Linked DNA regions of Mus musculus: region 1 is linked to region 2. A link is a contact called in public Micro-C data. All regions are on one chromosome and are shown on one strand. Each heading gives the region's core, a stretch centred on a gene start, on an enhancer-like site or on the middle of the called end of the contact. The rest is flanking DNA. Distances are from core to core; before and after follow the strand shown. Region 1 holds the start of Ppp2r2c (protein phosphatase 2, regulatory subunit B, gamma). Region 2 holds the start of A930033C23Rik (a long non-coding RNA gene).

Evidence for each region. A called contact is a pair of places that touch in the nucleus more often than the background predicts.
Region 1: a contact with region 2 is called in a Micro-C map of embryonic stem cells, with 4 times the contacts expected there. The contact joins the promoter of Ppp2r2c here to the promoter of A930033C23Rik in region 2. A contact is called at or near these places in 1 of 39 promoter capture datasets (embryonic stem cells), 4 of 484 Hi-C or Micro-C datasets (all in embryonic stem cells) and 1 of 115 datasets of contacts at active chromatin or transcription factors (embryonic stem cells).

Annotation. Positions count from the first base shown.
Region 1 is chr5:36,866,918-36,871,574 of GRCm38.p6, reverse strand. Ppp2r2c (protein phosphatase 2, regulatory subunit B, gamma) reads right to left here and starts at 3,065. Exons shown (of 9, transcript NM_172994.3): 1 at 2,685-3,065. The coding sequence starts at 2,754. It overlaps Gm52812 (a long non-coding RNA gene), which reads left to right and starts at 3,722. Exons shown (of 2, transcript XR_003955898.1): 1 at 3,722-3,971.
Region 2 is chr5:35,396,200-35,401,282 of GRCm38.p6, reverse strand. A930033C23Rik (a long non-coding RNA gene) reads left to right here and starts at 1,728. Exons shown (of 3, transcript XR_003955880.1): 1 at 1,728-2,458; 2 at 2,595-3,396; 3 at 3,613-4,490. It also overlaps a transcript of Hmx1 not described here.

The sequences.
Region 1 (4,657 bases), core at 1,816-4,315, 1.5 Mb before region 2:
GGGTTGCTAAGCATTCAAACAGAGGAGCCTCTGGGGCTGCTCTCATTCAAACCACCACAGTGTGAACAGAACTCGAACTGCTCTGAGGAGATAAGATGTCACTGGACTGGGAATTCAAGAGTCTTTGTAGGAGCTGGTCTTCCGAAATGACAGGGTGTCTTGGAGAGAAGAGAGAGCCAGTGAAATGCCCAGTGCCAAGAAGAAAATGGCTAGCTTAAGGAACAGCAGTAAAAGGCAAAGCTAGAGCGTACGAGTAAGCAAGGAGCCCACCTCCAGGGGGGATGGGAAGACATACACCTCCGTCTCTTGCAAAAAACAAGTATCTAGGACTCAACGGCGATGGTGACATTTACCAAATGCCTCCAGGAAACCCCACCCTGTCTGTGAGCATTTTACACTCTCAGGGGCCATGGTCATCTCAACAATCCTGAGCTAGAGGCCACTGTGAGTTACAGAGAAGCCAAATGGAGCCCAGTGACTCATCTAGGGAGGCTGAGCAAGTCCAAAGCCGTAAGCAGAACCTGAACACAATTCTGTAGACCAGGTGACAAATCTGTGACCTTGAAGTCAGGATGAAAATCTGTCAGGATGCTATAGTATGAAGGGAGGGGAGGAAGGAGCAGGGGCGGGGCGGGGGGCTTCATTTAGGGAGATCAAAATTCCTACCTCCTTCCAGTTAGATTCTTTGGGAGTTTCACTCTATAACGTTACTCTTCTACATCCCTGAATGGTAGGGGTATCTGAGTCATGGGTCCTACACACACTGCTCACTGCCCAGGGCTCATGGTGAGACTTTTCCACCAGGCCCTATGTGAAACGCTAGGGCACAGTAGGTGCTCAACACATTTCAATCACCTCTACAGATCGAAGGTGGCCCTTCCTTGATTTCTCAGAGTTTGTTTACTCCCATTGTACAAATAGGAAAACTGAGGCATATGAAAACAGGCTTTCCCACAGGTCACAGGGCTCGTTGCTATAACACAGGATGAATAGGGCAAGGGACCTCCATCCAACTCGAGCGTTGGAATCCGAAAGTTCAGCGGATGGCAGTAGCGGCCACGGAACCATGAAGGTACGTCCTCCAGCGAACCTTGCTGAGGTGGGTTTATTAAAGAAGAGGAAGTAGGATACCGGATGGGAGCAATACTTTGCGCTGTCCCCGTGTGGTGGGCACCATGCGTTTTGTGATTGGTACACAAAAGCTCTGAGGCCCGCTGGATCGTTCCCAGTGTGCAGATGAGGAAACTGAGGCTTTCCCCAGGAAAGCCAGAGCAACACTAGCCCTGCACACGACTCCCTGCCAAGAAGCCCATCTGCGGACCAGCCACGCAGGCTGCTTTCTCGGTTAGGCAGGCTGTGAGCAGATAATCATCTTCACGAAGCGCGACCCTCCTCCGCATCACCTAGCGGGCGACAAAGGGCTGAGTTCTGCGCCAGGAGCCTCCCAAAGCCCCGTTAGGGCAGCGCCGCCACCCAGTCCGGGCCTGGCAGCCCTGCCCCCTCTCCCCGCACACCCCGCGGCAACGCGTGACTCAGCGGTTCTCCTCGGCGCGCGGAGCCCAGCTCTCAGCATCAGCATCCGCACGCCCGGGTCGCACACCTAGCCTCTGCCTCCGGGGTCCGCGCGCCCGCCGGGAGTCGCCGCGCCCGCCTCATTTCCGGCGGAGCTCGGCACTGGGGAGGCCATGCCCACGCAGGATCCTTGGAGCAGGCACCCACGCGCGCCAGCCCCCGGGACTCAGCGCCAGGGCCCCTCCCACCGGGTCAGCCACCTGCTTAAACCATGGACACCCTCCCAACTAGGCCCACAGCCCCGGGAAAGAGGCGCCTACGCTGCCCGGGAAGCTCACCAGCACCCGTGTGCAGGCGGGCTACTGTGGCTAGGTCTGGTACTCCCTCACTGCAGCCTATTCACTTCTGCGGCCCCTGGCTGAGCTCTGGAGCTGTCCCCACCGTTCCTGTGGCCAGTCAGGGCCTGGGGACTCCGGAAGTTACCGTCACATTAGCAAAGGACACTGATCCTCTGAATCCCACCAGCCTTTGGTGGGGGCTGACGCACAGGGCCAACTTAGGGGGTTTTAAACGCAGAACCTGTTTGAGGTAGGATGCCCCACTTTTCCGGAAAACCATGAAGGTCTGGCCCAGCTCCTGTCTGAGTAGCACTACCTAGGAATAAAACAGTAGCTCCTACGAGCCTCCTTCCCCCTCCCACGCAGGGGAACTGCCTCAGGAGGCCAGGGAGGTGCCAGGGCAGCTGAACCCTAGAGGATCTGGCAATGGAATTTTTCCCTCCTGGGTCCCTCTCCAGGGAGTGGGCAATCTAGAAATTTCTGCGAGCTTTGGCCCCGCTGAAAGGGCAAATGAAGGATTTTTAAGCCTTTCCAGGTCCTGGAGATTTCCACGCCAGATCTGCTGCAGCCTTGGGCTTTGTAAATGATAGTCAGGGCCCGATCCAATGCCACCCGGCGGGGGAAGGACAGATGCGGTCCCGAGGGCAGCACGGAGGAGGGCGCTGGGCAGCGGCCGAAGCCCCCGGGTTCCCTCCCTCCCGGCCCGGGGTCGGGGTGGGGGTGGGGGGGGACACGACACACAGCGCGCGGTCCAAACCTTCGGAGGGCATTCGGTGCGACGGCATCCCCACGCCGCGGCCGGCCGGAGGGGGTCTCAGACAACACGTACGTTACCTTCTGTCACATAGCTGTGGTCCCGCAGGAAGCTGTGGTTAATTTTCCGCGTGTCCGTGTCCTCGCCCATTGAAGGCCGCGCCCGGTGCCCTGGGCATGCCCCGCCGCCGCACACCGATGCAATCCACAGAGGTCGCGCCGGGCGCGCGGGCCATGCCGCCGCAGCCTAGCAGGGTCTCGGGCCGCCGGGGCCCGGGAGGGCGGGCATCGCGGTCGGGTGGTCGGGGATGGGCGGGCGGGCGCCGCGCTCAGGCGAGCGTAAGGCGGGCAGGCGGCGGCCGCAGCGTGGGGCGGGCCGGGGCTCGGGCGCGCATCCCGGCCGCTCCGTTCGCGCTGCGTCCGGGCGCCTGGCGGTGGCGGCGGCGAGGGGACGCGCGCGGCGCTGAGCCGGGCTGCGCCGTGGCGGGGCCGTGTCGCAGGCCCCTCCCTCCGCTGCACGCCTCTCCGCCCCCGGCCGTGCAGCCACCGCGCAGGTGGAGCTGATGAGCCGAGCCCCGCCACAGCGGTCACCTCCGGAACCAGGGACACCTATCTAGAGTTGAGGCCACCTTGGTGGCCAGGTGTTGCAATAAGGGACAAGGCGGTTGGAGGAGAGACTTAGGGGTGTCGGGAGCGCGAGGATATCGCGGCCCTTTATTAAGGAAAAGACGGGGTTTTTCTGACAATTGCGGGGGCAGAGGGAGGGCGCCCCACCCAGAACGCCTTTGGGGACAGAAGGTCAGCACCCCATAAGGCAGAGCTGGATAATTCGTCTGGGGGTGAGTTACCCTCTGTCCTGTCCACGTTTCTATTCAGGCACCTGTATGGGAGCACAGAGGCTGTTTGGCTGTGTTTGCTCCTTAGAGCCTCTCTGCCAAGGAAGGGCTTCCTCCCTGCCTCTCATCTTCCTCCCTTCTAGTTCTCCTTTCTTCCTCTCCCTTTTCCTCTTCCTTCCCTCCCTCACCTTTCAGTACTTCCTTGCTCCCCCTCCCTTTTCTTCCTTTTCAGTACATATCTCCTTGCTTCCTTCTTCTGTTCCTCCCCCTTTTCCTCCCTTCCTCCCATACTCATCCAGGTACTTCCAGCATCCCACATGAGCCAGGCAGAGGGAGGCGGGGCAGCTGCAGCGGGAGCGGGGTGTGCTCACCTCTTTAACCAAGCAGCCACCCCCTTCTACTGACTCCTACCTTGAGGAGTTTGGAGCATGGGCCTTGGGAGTGTTGATCCTCCACCTTCCTGGGTTCTCAGAACGTTCTGCAGCGACAGGAGTGCAGCTTCAGCCTCCTTTGGGAGAGGCTAGGCAATGAGGTAAGCAGGGAGAGTAGCCCAGAATTCAAGGCGTTAGGCACAGCTTGGGGAGAGGGGGTACCGAGGCTGCTCCCACTTCAGAGCTAGCCTTGGGGGCCCCAGGCACCTCCCCAGTACAGTCCAGAGGATGTTGGAAGGGAGAGGGTGGGTTAAAGGGACTCTGGTTTCCTGCTGGAGAATGAGGGCTTCCAGAGCTAGGGCTGATTCCACAGAAAGGCCTACTGAGGACTGCAAGGAGTAGCAAGTAACCCCAGAGTCCTGCAGGGAGTCTGGGGAGGGAGCAGAGGAAGGCTAAACCCCCTGAGATCTGGAGCTTGCCCCAGCCTGGACTTCTCTATCACGGAGCAGGCCACCATTACCTACTTCCCTACCTGGGTTTAGATTCAGGGACAAAACACCCAAACAAGCTCACTCCCCAAGGGAAGGTGAATGGCAACTACATGGTCTCCCCCTGCCCTGGCACGTTCTCCCTTCCTAACACCTGCTCTGCTTACCCACCTCACATCCTTACCCAGCATGCCCCTCTGCAGCCTCTCCTCCTCTTACTATCTGATGAGCAGCACCCTCCCTGTGTCCCATCCCTGGTCTTGAAGGGATACCCACATCCATGCTCTTGTCTGTCTGGCTACCTTTACTTGCCTGAATGCCCTGGACCACACAGAAGACAGCCTGCCGTGACCGAATGC
Region 2 (5,083 bases), core at 479-2,978:
GTGGCTGAGTTCCAGGTAAAAATAATAGGCTGGTGATGGATTTCTTTAAAAACATAAAAACAAACAAACAAACAGACACCCTGGAATGACAAAAGAGCAGTTGAGAAGAGGCTGGGGATGAGCTCGGAGGTAGAACCTGCTTGCCTGGTATGCCGGGGCCCTGGGATTATTGCCCAGCACTGTAAAAAGAAAAAAGGCAGGATGGGAAAAGAGGGTCCAGGTACCTTCCCGGTTGTAGGAGGAGGCCAAGGTGCAAGCTAAGGACTTGCTGGGGTACGCAGAGGTACGGGATCTTTCTGCCCTTTGTGAAAGCAGACCACTTAACATTATGTGCATTAGATTTTACATATGATGGATGCATTGGTAGCTTTGATAAAACAGAATGGGTGGAGGAACAGGGAGCCGTGAGGACATACTGGGTTTTTATTTGTGTTTATTTTGCTGACAATTTGCCAGTCCCACCTGGAAAGCTCAAACCCCCAGCCTGGGGGGGGGTGTCTCTCAGTTTAAACCTTTACTGTATCTAAGTGAAAACGAACTTTTTTTTTCCTTTAAGGATTTGGTGAGAGGTTCCACACTATACAAGTGGATTCCATACTCTTGAGAACTTCAGGGCTTGTAAACTTCAGGTGGGGTCTATAAAGCTAGCATTTAGGAGGTGAGTGAGGTTAAGAGGGCCAGGAGCTGGAAGTCAGCCTGAGCTACAAGGCAGATCTTATCATAATAATAGTAATAATAATAATAATAATAATAATAATAAGCAGACTTGTCTGTCTGGAGTGAGTTTTCATCTTGGAGGCCGGAAGAGAGCTTTTCTTCCAGCATGCTTGATCACACCTTTAATTTTTCTGCTCCGACAATACATTTCCTATTTGCAAACAAACCAATGAACGGGTTAGTGAACGCTCAGGCTTGAAGCCTACTTGAAACCTTGAATTTCATCGCCAGCCCTGCAAAACTAAGAATATGTCAAAATCAAAACAAAACTCAGCCAGGATTGGTGGTGGCAAACCTTTAATCTCAACAGATTAAAGGCACATGGATCTCTCTCTCAGCTCGAGGCCAGACTGGTCTACACAGAGAGACAAAACAACAACAACAACAACATTTAAAGAAAAGATAAAGAAAAAGAAAAAAACTCAGCTATCCGTGGGTGCCTGAATTTGGAAAGCCCCTTCTGTGTGTGTGCGCGCTCGCGCGTGTGCGCGTGTGTTTAATTTTCTATACCGAACACCGCTTCTCTGCGCGCAGATGGGGACGTGCAGAACCGATTGGCTAGCGGCCGGGGAGGCCTGCCTGGGCCCTGCTTGCCCCGGCAGAAGGGCCGAAGCATGGGTCCGTGTCCCAGGGCAGGGGCCCAAGCGGTCGCTGTGCTTCGGAGCTGCCTGGCTCTTCTCCGGTCTGAGTCGGAAGGTTCGAGGGTCTGACTCCGGAAGCCTCTGAAGATCTAGTCTAAGGTGAGCGCCAGGTTCCCCGCGGACCACCGGTTACATCCCGCCGCCCTGCGCGCCTCGCCGGCTCCGGAGCGCGTCGCCTCCCCGCGGGCTGCGGGTCCCAGGGGCGAGGTCCTCGGCGCGGCGGAGGGTGGAGGGCCGAGGGGCGGCTCTTAAGGAAAAGAAGTTGAATCATCAGAGAAACCATTAGGCTAATGTGATGTGCTGTAAGGCGTGGGATCAATGCGGCCAGGCCGCTGGGGTGGGGGGGGGGGTGGGGGTTGCCGCCGAGCATGCGAGGCTCCTGCCCATTTGGGGGAAATGGATTTTAGAAATTTCAGAAAGAAAACTCAATCCAAATCTAGATGTAAAGGCGCTGTGGTTGTCAAGCTTCGAGAGCCATTTATGTCGTGTAGGAACAGTGACCTCGGTGGGGTGAAGCCAACATCAGGTGGGTACAGTGACCTCAAGGGGCGAAGCCAAGAGTGAGGTTCTAAAGAAACAGATGAAAGAGAGTTCTGACACTGGATGAGGGATGGCAGAGCTCCTGGGGAAGTGACAGTGGCTCCTCAGCTGGACATTTTGGAACCTTAGATTCCCTCAGACAGTGGCTTCTACTCCTCCATGTTTGGGCAGAGAGTTGGATACTAAGATACCCAAACCTATGCAGAGCCCACTCTGAGCGCAAGACCCTAGGCTTAGGGGCACAATGCTCTCCCAACTAGTCCTATGTTGCTACGAGGGACATCGAATCCCACAGTAAAGGCAAGGCTCAGGCCCTGGATCAGAGCCTGGGCACATGGCTCCACCAGGTAGGTCCCATGATATTAAGGTGGGTGAATAGAGGCCCCAGAAAAGAATGAGCTTCTTCAAGATTTGAACAGCGTCCCCATTCCATTCTCTCTGTCCCCCAAAAGCCCTTCTTCTTGCTGGCCCAAAGTATTGTTCCCTTCTAGAAAAAAGAGGAGGGGTGTGGGCTGCGACATATCTTGGGGCCACAATGGACTTGTACATACAATGACCAGGTAAGACTGGGCCTGGACACTGCTGGGGAGCGGGGATGCTCAGAGGCAAGCCTCCCGTTCTTCACAGCCGCCCTTAGGAGGTAAAGTGGATCCGGAAAATGATTAAGGTCTTTTCTCCACAACCAATTTCGGTCAGCCCTAAGGGCACGTGGCATCATTCTGCTTGCTTGCTTATCATTGTTTGCTGTCTGAACGGCCTGGAGGTCTGAGGAAGTCCTACTAGGCTCCGGGTGAGTTCTAGCTTCTGTCTCCAAGCTTTTAAAAAGGAAACGAATGAATTCCAGTGTAGGGCCCTCAGATCTACTCCCTGGTGTAGAGAACTCTCTGGAAGGAGTTGAGAGACAGTGGGCTCTCCCACTTCTGGCCCCCTCATTTGCCCAGTTGAAAAGAAATCCCAACATTGCTTCCGTCTCCCAGATCACGGGATGCGTGAGCCTTGGAGTCAGACTGGGACTGATTATTTTTCGAACACACAACTAGGATAGCACCCCTGTCTTTTGTGGGGGCACTGTGCAGCTGCGAGGCTCGGCGCTCGCAGTCTTAAGATGGGAGTATCGGGCCCCATCCCAGCCACGGGGATCCAGGAAAGACACAGAGCATAGTGAGCTTCCCCCTGCCCCCTGTGTGCTAGGGAAGGTCTGTGCCCAGGGACCAGGCTGAGCTCCTCCCATCAGGTGGGTCCATCTTCTGTTCTCGGCCAAGGCGAGCGTTGCCTGGACTCCACCAGCACCCGCGTTCATGTACCTCCGCCTCATTCCCGATGCCTTCCGGACCTCGGCGTCCCCACCTCCGTTACATGCCCTCGGCTCGGAAAGGAACCTTTACTATGTGACTGGGCACCTAGCCCGCGTAAGGACACGCAGGATGAGGTGGATAGGAGACGAGAGGTGAGGACGGAGGGGAGGGTCTGCAGACCGCAGCAGACTGCGAGACGCCAGGTGAGCGGCCTAGGCGGGATCGGAGGGGCGCCGCGGGCCGGGCGGGGCTGGGCCCGGCGCGGGGGCGGGGCGGGGCTGCGAGCCACAGGGTCCCTTGAGACTGCCCGGAGCGTCTAAGCCCAGTAAGGTCGGAGGAGGGCCGGCGTCTCATCCCGGGCTCCGCAGTACGCACCCCCCCCCCCCCATGTCTCTCACTCCTACCTGATGGCGAAACAGGGCCTCGTGGCACCAGCGGAAAGGTGCTGACGCGGGATATGCAGCCGCGTCCGCAGCCCGGTGGGTCGAAGCGCGCGGAGTCCGGGACCCATAGTGGGAGGCAGGACCAAGAAACCAGAGCGCCCGTCGCAGGGAAGGAGTCACTTCCCGCATGGCAGGACGCGTGAGAAGAAGGATCACGGCCACTGGGGAGAGTCGAGCGGGAGAATAACGTCGCTGTGTCCCGGGCGAACCAAGAGAACCAGCAGGCGGAGGGCGGGGAAGGGAGACATTCCAGGGCGAGCGCAGAACCATGGCTAGCAGGCGTCTGGATCCGCAGAGGTGGTGCCCCTGCAATCCCGGATCACGCAGAGCCCACGGGTGCTTGGTCTGTTTAGCGGTCTCCAGCCCAGGGCTTCCCGGAGGTCCGGATGCAGCCCTTCTCCATCCACCCTTCGCGAGTGTCGCCTGTGGGCCCCGAGCCTCCTTCCCGCATTCTGCGCCGCAGATCCCCGGTGCTCCAGAAACAGAAGACCTAGATCCCAGACCAGAAAGGCGGCCGCAGGGCACTACCCCACACTGTGTTGCAAGGTCGCGACCTTTAAGCCCTTTTGCCCCCTCCAAGGCGCCCGGACCCCGGGTGAGGAGTCCGGTGCGGTCACCGTGACCAGAGTGAGAGGGATGAAACCCCGGAAAGCGGCGTGGGGAGAAAAGGGGGTTGTTTGAGACCAAAATAGTTGTAAAGCTAAGTATGTGAGCTTTAACGGTCAAGTTCTAGCTAAGCCGCGAGGATGCACAGCTTTTTAAAAGCCGAGTTTTAAGTGAACCCAGGTGAGACTCAGATTGGGTGAAAATAAAATTGGAACGTACTGCAGCTTCTCGGGTGGAAAGTCACCCTTTCTCCGCCCCGCCCGCCCCCCGGCCCCCCCCCCCCCCCAGCACAAATCCTCGCGTTTCCACGGTCTGGTTAAACAGATTTACTTAGGTTTATTTTCAAGCCTGCCTCTGGACCTTCCGCAAGTACGGACTCCTAATCAAGCGCCTCTCTTCCATTCCCCTTTTAATTTTGCTGCGTATTTTAGATAAACCAACATCATATCATTTCATTGGTAAACTTAGAAATGTATAAACTTATGCAATTTACTTTAAAATTAAATGCACTTTAATTTTTTGTTTTTATTTTTAAGGTAACAGTCTGACTAATAAAACATAGTCCCAATAAATTCTTAATCTGGCTTTGATGTATGGTGGCAGGACACATAATTTTGTTGTTTTGTTTTTTTGTTTGTTTTTCTGTTCTGGTTTTACTGAACTGACTGGGTAACAATACCTACAAACACCTTTACGATAATAATAATTTTTTAAAAAACTACACAACAAAACAAACAAACCCAGCTCCTGCAGGAACCCTGCTCTTCCTAGCTTCCCCAATAACCCACAGGAAGCCCTAGCTTGTCCCCATTTTCCCTCAGTCCTGGAACCTGTGGGCAAC